Regions from separate parts of the Mus musculus genome. Here regions 2 and 3 are each linked to region 1. The links are chromatin contacts, called in public Hi-C and HiCAR-type maps. All regions are on one chromosome and are shown on one strand. The core of a region is the stretch at or near the end of the contact, and the rest is flanking DNA. Distances in the headings are between cores, read along the strand shown. Region 1 has its middle 5.7 kb from the start of 2310020H05Rik. Region 2 has its middle 27 kb from the start of Ptcd2. Region 3 overlaps Tnpo1 (transportin 1).

Region 1 (2,700 bases), core at 183-2,682:
AAAATAAAATAAAATAAAATAAAATAAAATAAAGCAACTTAACAATTGTTGAATGTTTAGTTCACAAGTACTCATTGTATGGCTTATGCATTTATTTATTATCTGGGACTGGGAGTAGAAGCCAAAATTTACACGTGCTAGACAATTCTCTACCATTGAGCTTCAACCCCAAATAGGATACATTTTCCAATGCTTTTTGTGCTATGTTATCATAGTCTTTGAGGTGGGTGCTTCATGTCAAATTCCAACATGGAAAGCTAACCAAGAGTCCTCTCCTAGAGTTGACCCAGACAGAGCCCCTGCTTAAAAAGGTAGACGTGATTAAACATTAGAACATAGCCTTCCTGACTTTTCCTATATTCACCTTTTATATGGAATAAAAAAATACCATTTATACACTGCTGCACATTGTGATCTGTTTATTTAATCACCCACACTCATATTTCTTTATTTTAAAGATAGTGTCTCAGTCTGTTGCCAAAGCTGACCACAAACTCATGGCAATCCTCCTGCTTCAGACTCCCAAGTACTGATTCATAGACTGGCCCATCTGACCCCACCGTCAATGCCTGGCATGGCCATTCATCTGCACAAACATTGTGCATTGGCTCTACGTCTCGATGTTCGTAAGCTTTCTGCACTATGTACCTGTTTATTTAATCAGCCTCCTCCTGCTGAGCGGTTGGTTAGGCATTCACAAACTATCATCATCCCAAAATGTAACAATTAACAGCCTTGTGCTTGGTTGAATCATTTGAAATGACCACACTTTTATACATCGAATAAAAATAAAAGTGAACATGTGGGCTTCGTGGTATACACGCTCTGGGATGTGCATTTCTTGAAGTAGGGTTACTGCTCTAAGGATATTCAAAAAAAAAATCTCAAGGGTTATTAATATCTCATTCTCCTAAAGAATACAGGTTTACCCTGCACTCGGTGGTGCATGCCCTACACAGGAAAAAAAAAGCGTTCATCCTTCTGAATCTATTAGAAAAATCATCCCTCAGAGGTTAGCGTTCTTCCTTTCATTGTTAGTGGGGATGCTCAACATCTTTCTGTATGCAGGCTGCATTCCTCCACCACCCTCCAATTTCTACCTGCACAACAGACAGACAGACAGACACGTACATAGATACATAAATGAAAAAAAAATAAAATCTGGTTTCAAAAGACCTGTATTGAAAGCTCCCTTTACAGGAGATAGAAATGGGCTATTTTCCTGCCTTCAGATTTCTGATACTGGACACACAGACAGGTTGTGTCTGCTCGCAGTGAGCTTCGTTGACTTTAATCTTCTGCTTTCTGAATGTTACTTGGTTGGGAAATCCGGCTTGCCTCAGCGAGGAAAGGCATTCTCTCACCTACAGGTCCTGCACAAGGCTGCCTCTGTGCAAACGTGTTGCCTGGCTACCAGCAGGGGGCCCGGCAGCTCTGTAGGCTTCCTGACTGCCTCCATTTTCTCTCCTCCTAAACAAGGCTGTCTCTCCAGCACAGAGAGGTAATTGCTGGCTTCTGCTTAGACAGACTAGCTTAGCGAATTAAAGTCGTCTGGCTTCCACCACAGCAATTAGTATGCAAATTACCGGTATATTACCTGCCTAGTCATAAATTACATTGACAAACTTAATATTCACAGATGCAACATACCAGTGTGGATCATTTTTCTGGTTTCCAGTGGTAGCAGAGCAGAGCGATTCATCACCTTATTGAACCGTAACACATTAAATCAACAGTTGAGAAATTAAGCATTTTTCAAAGCATTTTGTTATGCACTTATTTCTTTCAGCGGGCAATGAAGCAGAGCATTAAATATGTGGTGTGTCTCCATAGACTAAATGGCCAGCGGATACATTTAAGCCTAAAATAGTTCTTTTGTAACAACAACCAAAAAAAAAAAAAAAAAAAAAAATCCACAGCAAAGGAAAATCTATGAAGTAACACAATCTATTGAGTCCTCTTTAATGTCATTAGAACCAAATACTCTCTTTTCTAGTTCAGTTCCCAGAACCGTGAAAAACCACTAATCCCAATATAGAGTTGATGCGAACACTGTTCACTAATGGGAAATGTCTAAGCCCAAGGATTTGAGCTGCATAGGCTGACAGTAAATCTTTATGGTAAAGCGGTGTATGTTGGTTAGCTCACTAAATTAATTGCACCTAACTATGTGGGCTTTGCCAGTTTTAACTAAATACACTTTTGAGTCTTTTTACTGAACAGGGGGTGGGGGTGAGTTCAAATCGAGAGAGACAAGTTCAAGTCTGTTCATGACTATAGTATCGATCTTCTTCCATTATCCGAGAGATAAGCTGCATTCTTCGTCAGGTCAGTGACGTGACCCCTGAGCTCGGACAGACTCAGCACTGGCCCCAGGCAGATAGTTTCTGTCAGTGTGCCAGACGCTCTCCAAGTGTTTTGTCTGCAAAGGCCTCCAAGGAGCTCGGGAGAGTCCAAAATTCTTCCCTCCCAGGCCTGCCTGCACACTCCCACAAAATAGAACGGCCTTTGCTTTCAGATTGTGACACTGCTATGCAAGTGATCAAAGGACATGTCTGTTAATCATTTAAGCAAGGAAATCCGAGAAAGTTCACTAGAGATGGCTCACAAGAATACCCCGAGAGAGACTCAACTTCAGAGGTGCAGATAGAGCTAACCACAAATCGACCACAGGGCTCATGTCTTAGGCGGGCTATTTGA
Region 2 (2,820 bases), core at 128-2,627, 220 kb before region 1:
TCTCATCATGCACAGGAGCCCATCTCACAGTTATCAGAAAGAGTTTGCCTGTGTTCTGTAAAGCGTTAGACAGCCTCATTAAAAAAAAAAAAAAACAAAGCAACAACAAAAAATTCTTCTTAGAAAATAATGGCTTCTGTGTGTGCCTGGTGTTTTGTAAACAACAGCAAAAGTTGATTCCTGTACCTGCAAAGCCTTAGAGAATAGACCATGCTTCCCCAACTTACCTTGTGTAAATGGCTGTAATGCGTTAGATAATTGTGGTGCTCTTTGTTAGGCCACAACCACTCATTAACAAAAACAAAAATGGAAAAAGCACAAACAACTTCATGAATAATAAATACCAACCTTCCTGCCCCCTGCTTCCCCGAGAGGGAGACTGCTGGCCTCTGCTGATGGAGACCAGCCGTCATACCTGTTTTAAAGCCTCAGTAGCAAGATAACTAATGCACACTGTTAGAGGTGAGCACTTAAAATGTATTAGTTACTATTTCTTTTAAATTTTATGTATATTGGTGTTTTGCCTGCATGTGTGAGGGAGTCAGATCCTCTGAAACAGGAGTTATAGACAATTGTGAGCTGCCATGTGGGTGCTAGGAATTCAACCTGGGTCCTCTAGAAGAAAAGCCAGTGTTCGTAACCACTGAGACATCTCTCCAGTTCCCCATAATTACTTTTAAAAAAACAAAAAAACAGAATGCACTGGTTCTCCACTTGTGGGGTATGGGTTACAGTGTGCCCCCTTTGGGGACAAATGGCCCTTTCACAGGGTTGCATATCAGATATTTACATTATGATTCATAACAAGCAAAATTGTGGTTATGATACCGCAAGGAAAATAATTTTATAGTTGGGGGTCACCACGACATGAGGAACTGTATTAAAGGGTTGAGGTGTTAGGAAGGTTGAGAACCACTGATCTGTGGGTGCTTGGGTGACAGCAGAAGCAGGGTCACTTATGCCAGAGTTGATGAAAAGAAGGAAATGACCCAGCACATAGCAAGGGTTATTGTTCCTCAGGCTCTAACAGAGCAGTTGGCTATATATCTCATTGAACCTTCAGGAAAGCCCTCTGAGATAGCATTACCCCACTTCTCAGGAAAAACTGGAGGTCATAGATTGGATACCAGGGAGTAGAAGACAATGGTATTTAAAACAGGCTGTTGGGAAGCACTTTAGTAAACATGTTTCTAATCACATGTCTGTATTGCCTGTGTGTGTGTCTGTCTGTCTGTTTTGTGTGTGTGTCTGTGTTTTGTGTGTCTGTTTTGTATGTGTATATGTGTACTTTTATTCATGCTGTGTTCTTTTCTACAGCAGCAGAACTTAGCCGAGACAGCAGAGGGCGCCCAGATTCTCTCTCTCTCTCTCTCTCTCTCTCTCTCTCTCTCTCTCTCTCTCTCTTTTAGGGTACCAGTTTTCAAAAATGTCTTCCATTCCTGGAACTCAGAGAGAGCAGAAATTCATATTGAGGCTACATGGGTAAAGTACCCACGTACCTGACAGATGCAGAAGACATCTTCGTCACACAAAAACACTAGATGACTCACTAGAGAATTGAGTGTATTTAGATCTGCCCAACTTGAAGAATTGTTCAGAGGTCACATTCAATTCCATGAAAGTTACATACCGAGTCTTCACAGAGTACTGATTATATGATGTTGGGATTCAAATGAAACGCGTCCCTACCAGAGACCAGAACACCAGGGAGGAGCAAAGGGACAAAGACTTGCTCCAGAGGACTTAACTGAGAAATCAACAAGCGGTTCTCAAAATCCTCCAGTGCACTGGAAGGAAACTCTAAAACTGAACAGGGAGGGAAATCTCCGAAGGAGCAGTCTCTGTAGGAGAGCAGTCTTCAGGCTGCAAACATCTTGGGGACAGAGCTATGGTGGACATTTTCTACACACACTCTCAACACTGGCCCTCGGAACAGGAGGGAAGGCTTTGGCGTTCCTCTGATCCCAGCCTTGGAAGGCTTTGGTGTTCCACTGAGCCCAGCCTTGGAAGGCTTTGGCGTTCCTCTGATCCCAGCCTTGGAAGGCTTTGGCATTCCGCTGAGCCCAGCCTTGGAAAGCTTTGGCATTTTCCCATAGCTCTGAGGCTTTGGTCCTTGACATGGCTGTGTTCGTGTCAAACAATACATATTTACACAGGACTTTACCCCTCAAGACTTTCCCCATTCTCCACAATCTCAATATATTATATTTAAAAATCATGTGTGATGGCTACCTGCCCCAGATCCAATAGAAATCTGAAGGCCAGATTCATTTCTGTATATGATGTTAAGTAGGCTTTTTGTAGGCTTTTGTATTTAGGAGTTAAAGAAAGAAAGCAAAAAGTCTACTGCACTGTTTATAAAGAGAAGATGACTTCTTGGGCTCATGACCTCTTGTCACAAGCCATCCAGTGAAGCTTACTTCTATAAGATCCACCTTGTCAGGGTGTGGGGTAGGAGGTGGTCTTCCTTTATAACCCAGTCTAAACTGAAGATCCTCCTGCCTTAGCCTGCCAGGATTCTAGATGTGTGCCACAGTGCTTGACCAAGCTCTTTCCTGACAAAGAGATAAGTTAAAGTCAGTGCCTCATAGGGCAGAGAGCAGCCCTGCTACCATGCCTCCTGCCCTGCCCTGAGCCATGCTGTAAATGCTCAGCCCTTGGCTTGTAGCTTGACTTTGAAGGCTGTAGAACCTGTAGGAGGTATGGCCTGCCTGGTAGACATAGGTCACTAGGGCCAGGCCCTTGAGGGTCAGTCTGTCCCTGGCTCCCATCTATCTACACTCTCCCTGTTGCACTGCCATGTGACGATTAGAACTACCC
Region 3 (2,866 bases), core at 349-2,848, 250 kb after region 1:
ACTTAGCTGTAACAGAGTAAGAAATGCAGTACTGTTACATACTTGAATAACTTCATATTGAACGTAAGTGAGTGTATTTACAGTCAGAAGCCCAAAGCTTGTATATTTATTATTTGAAATAACCCAACATTTTTAAAAATTTATCCATTAGATAGGTTTCTGTTTGATTTTTTTTTTTTTTTTTTTTTTTTTTTAGTTTAATATCAGAGATTTCTTGTACATCATATTGCTAAGGACATTGCCTGAGTTTTAAACTTAAAGCATGGAGGTGGTTTTGGTGAAGTCATACGGTATAGAGAGTTTAATTAACAGGGTTTGAGAATTAATACCTTGAAATGTTTAAAAGTCATAATTAACATCAATAATGTTTGACTCCTAAAGCTATATAGATCTGAGGTTTTATCTTTATTAATAAGTTAATAGCTTGTCACTCTTTGCAGATCCTTCATGGATTTAAAAACCAAGTTGGGGATGAAAATTGGAGGCGATTCTCTGACCAGTTTCCTCTTCCCTTAAAAGAGCGTCTTGCAGCTTTTTATGGTGTTTAATCTAATACACTTAAGCTGCAGTCCCAAAACTAGGGGTAAGTTACAAGTTTTAGAAATGTTCAGAGTGAAAGACTAATAGTGTGGTCAAATAATGCTCATACCCACACACACTCTCTTAACAGAGATCCTGGTTGGTACACTAGTTTGATATCTACATTAGTTTACTCTTCTCACTCTCTTTCTGTACAAGAGCGGTTAGTCACGGTGGTGGGGAGCAGTGGCAAAAGTGGTTCATTTTTGAAGCCTTAACTTTATAATTTTACACATGGCAAGGGCAAGAGGCTTTATGTTATAACCTTTAAGGAAACACATTTAACATTGAAACTGAATTCTGGGAGTAGATGATGTTTTACACCCTTGTGTCAGGCACCCACATTCTTTCAAAGTTGTTCATGGAAGACTGGGTTTGAAGAAGTCCAGAGCCAAGTGCTTTGGGTGTTTGCTCTAGATAATCTCTGTTCACAACTCCAGACTAAGCTGTTCTTGCTTAGCTACGGTTCCCTTGGTGAGTTGTGCTGAGAGTGAAACTGTGGGCATAGTGACAGAGCTTGGTGTGTTTGCCTTGCACACTATTTAGACCAGTACAGTGAGCTCAACCTGAACACAACCTGAGACCTATCTGAAAGCCAAAGGACACACTAAATGTGTAAAAATGTGGATTTTACTAAATTGTAGTACCCTGTACATCACAAGGGTTGGGATTGTTTCATTTTGGTTTTTGCTAGCTGCTTGTTAAGTCTGAGCCAGAAAGATTCATTACCTGAGTTACCTAGCCTAGCAGGGAGTAGAAATCAGTTTGTAGCCTCAGACTCTCTAGGCCCTCTGTGATGTTCACTTCAGTGAAGAGCCCTCGGTGTCAGCATTTGCTTTCTCTGATCCTAAGAATGCACTGGGGTGGGGGTGGGGGGGTGACTTAGCTCTGAAGAGGCAGTCTTGGTAGTGTGTCTCTTTGGTGTCTCTTTGGTGCCACCACCAACTAAGGTTAACTGATGATCCTGCTTCTGGATCAGGTAGAAAATAATTGTTTCCTAGTTAGATTTAAGAGTGCCACGGTGGCCTTTATTCTTGCTACTTTGTGTTCCCATTTAAAAGCAGGAGAATAGGGGCTGGTTGTTACTTCACTGGTGGGTTAATTAACCACTGTGAATTCATTCAAACATTTACCAAGTGTTCAAAGTTTGATTGTTTTTTTTTTTTGTGAAAGGACCATTGTCAGACATTGGTTTAACCAGCTTAGTAGTGTTGATTTCTTAGGTCTATCTTCACATTGAACTGTGTTAGTAATTTTAAAACTTCACATCAGCAACATGAGATTGCCTGAGAATATAGAAAATAAGCACATTAAGTAGTTGAAAGGAGAACTAATTAAGAACATCAAGAAAATGGGTGTGTGTTTTATTTCTGGACATTACTACTTTCTGACCCTAGTAGGGTAAAATTAGAATTTGTTTCCTTAGACATTGGATAAAAAGGAAAGTGACTATCTTAAATTAAGATTTTATTTTTTAAGAAAGTAAAGTGGCATTATGCAGGAAATGTTCAGTTTGAATTTAGGGCCATTCTGCTAAAAGAGGTAAAGATAAGTAGCATGCAAGGCAGGATTCATTATATGAAGCATTAGACTCTGTATGTTCCCAATGTGGGTTTGCCTTCCTTCATATCTGATGCAGACTGTCCAGAGTCTCAGAAGAACATAGCATGATCTTAGTCAATTTGCCCATTTTCTTATTTTCTCTATTGCTAGAGATAGAATTGTTATTGGACTGGATTTATGCTCCATTGGCTCTGAAACAGAGGAAGGTATTAAAGATGAACTTGGTTTTGTTTTTTTGCAGGTCCGTCAGTCTTGGAGACTATGGGAGCCTCTGCACCCAGGGAAAATGTTACCCTTTACAGGGGGGAAGGGTAAACCAGTAGGGAATACAGTACAATCCCAACCCTACTGGGAGGGGCGGGAGGGAGGTGTTGCCGTCACTGTACTAAGTCGATGTTGGGAAATGTTTTAACATCTGGAGCCTTTGTGGGTGGAAATCTGTCTCCAATTACAACTCTGCACTGGATGTGAAGAAGCAAAAACTATTCCGTCTACTCACAGAACAGTACTTTCTGGAATATTATGGGGGATTGTACCAAAACAAGAACCACTTAAACAATGCCTAGGGAATGATAAGGAGGAGGAAAATCCCAGGTCCACAGCAAAGGACACCTAAGAGTGGGAGGCTGCAGCAGTAAGGTGGCTTTTTATCAAAGGTTTTTATATAAATTTCCCACGTTACGGGGCCTTGTTTTGCATGCTGATGAAGAACTACTTAAAACTA

Evidence for each region. Hi-C and Micro-C count contacts between places; a contact is called where the count stands out from the background. HiCAR-type assays count read pairs that join an accessible place to other places.
Region 2: a contact with region 1 is called in a Hi-C map of cortical neurons, with 2.2 times the contacts expected there. The contact joins two enhancer-like sites. A contact is called at or near these places in 10 of 484 Hi-C or Micro-C datasets (the N1E-115 cell line, Sertoli cells, cerebral cortex and 7 more) and 7 of 115 datasets of contacts at active chromatin or transcription factors (embryonic midbrain, embryonic stem cells, neural progenitor cells and 3 more).
Region 3: a HiCAR-type map of kidney shows a contact between it and region 1, with 5 times the contacts expected there. The contact joins two enhancer-like sites. A contact is called at or near these places in 1 of 39 promoter capture datasets (the SN4741 cell line), 7 of 484 Hi-C or Micro-C datasets (bone marrow-derived macrophages, cardiomyocytes, embryonic stem cells and 3 more) and 11 of 115 datasets of contacts at active chromatin or transcription factors (astrocytes, bone marrow-derived macrophages, embryonic basal ganglia and 5 more).

What each region holds. Positions count from the first base shown.
Region 1 is chr13:99,092,238-99,094,937 of GRCm38.p6, reverse strand. No RefSeq gene overlaps it. Among named protein-coding and RNA genes, the nearest start is that of 2310020H05Rik, 5.7 kb to the right of the region's middle. Within about 2 kb of position 1,432, at least 104 of the 459 cell types and tissues checked have an H3K27ac peak or open chromatin away from gene starts, as enhancers often do. A contact at or near this core is called in cortical neurons and kidney, where this site is marked.
Region 2 is chr13:99,315,773-99,318,592 of GRCm38.p6, reverse strand. No RefSeq gene overlaps it. Among named protein-coding and RNA genes, the nearest start is that of Ptcd2, 27 kb to the left of the region's middle. Within about 2 kb of position 1,377, at least 11 of the 459 cell types and tissues checked have an H3K27ac peak or open chromatin away from gene starts, as enhancers often do. A contact at or near this core is called in cortical neurons, where this site is marked.
Region 3 is chr13:98,844,138-98,847,003 of GRCm38.p6, reverse strand. Tnpo1 (transportin 1) reads left to right here. Exons shown (of 24, transcript NM_178716.3): 23 at 441-583; 24 at 2,384-2,866. The coding sequence ends at 548. Among named protein-coding and RNA genes, the nearest start is that of Gm34995, 30 kb to the right of the region's middle. Within about 2 kb of position 1,598, at least 7 of the 459 cell types and tissues checked have an H3K27ac peak or open chromatin away from gene starts, as enhancers often do. A contact at or near this core is called in kidney, where this site is marked.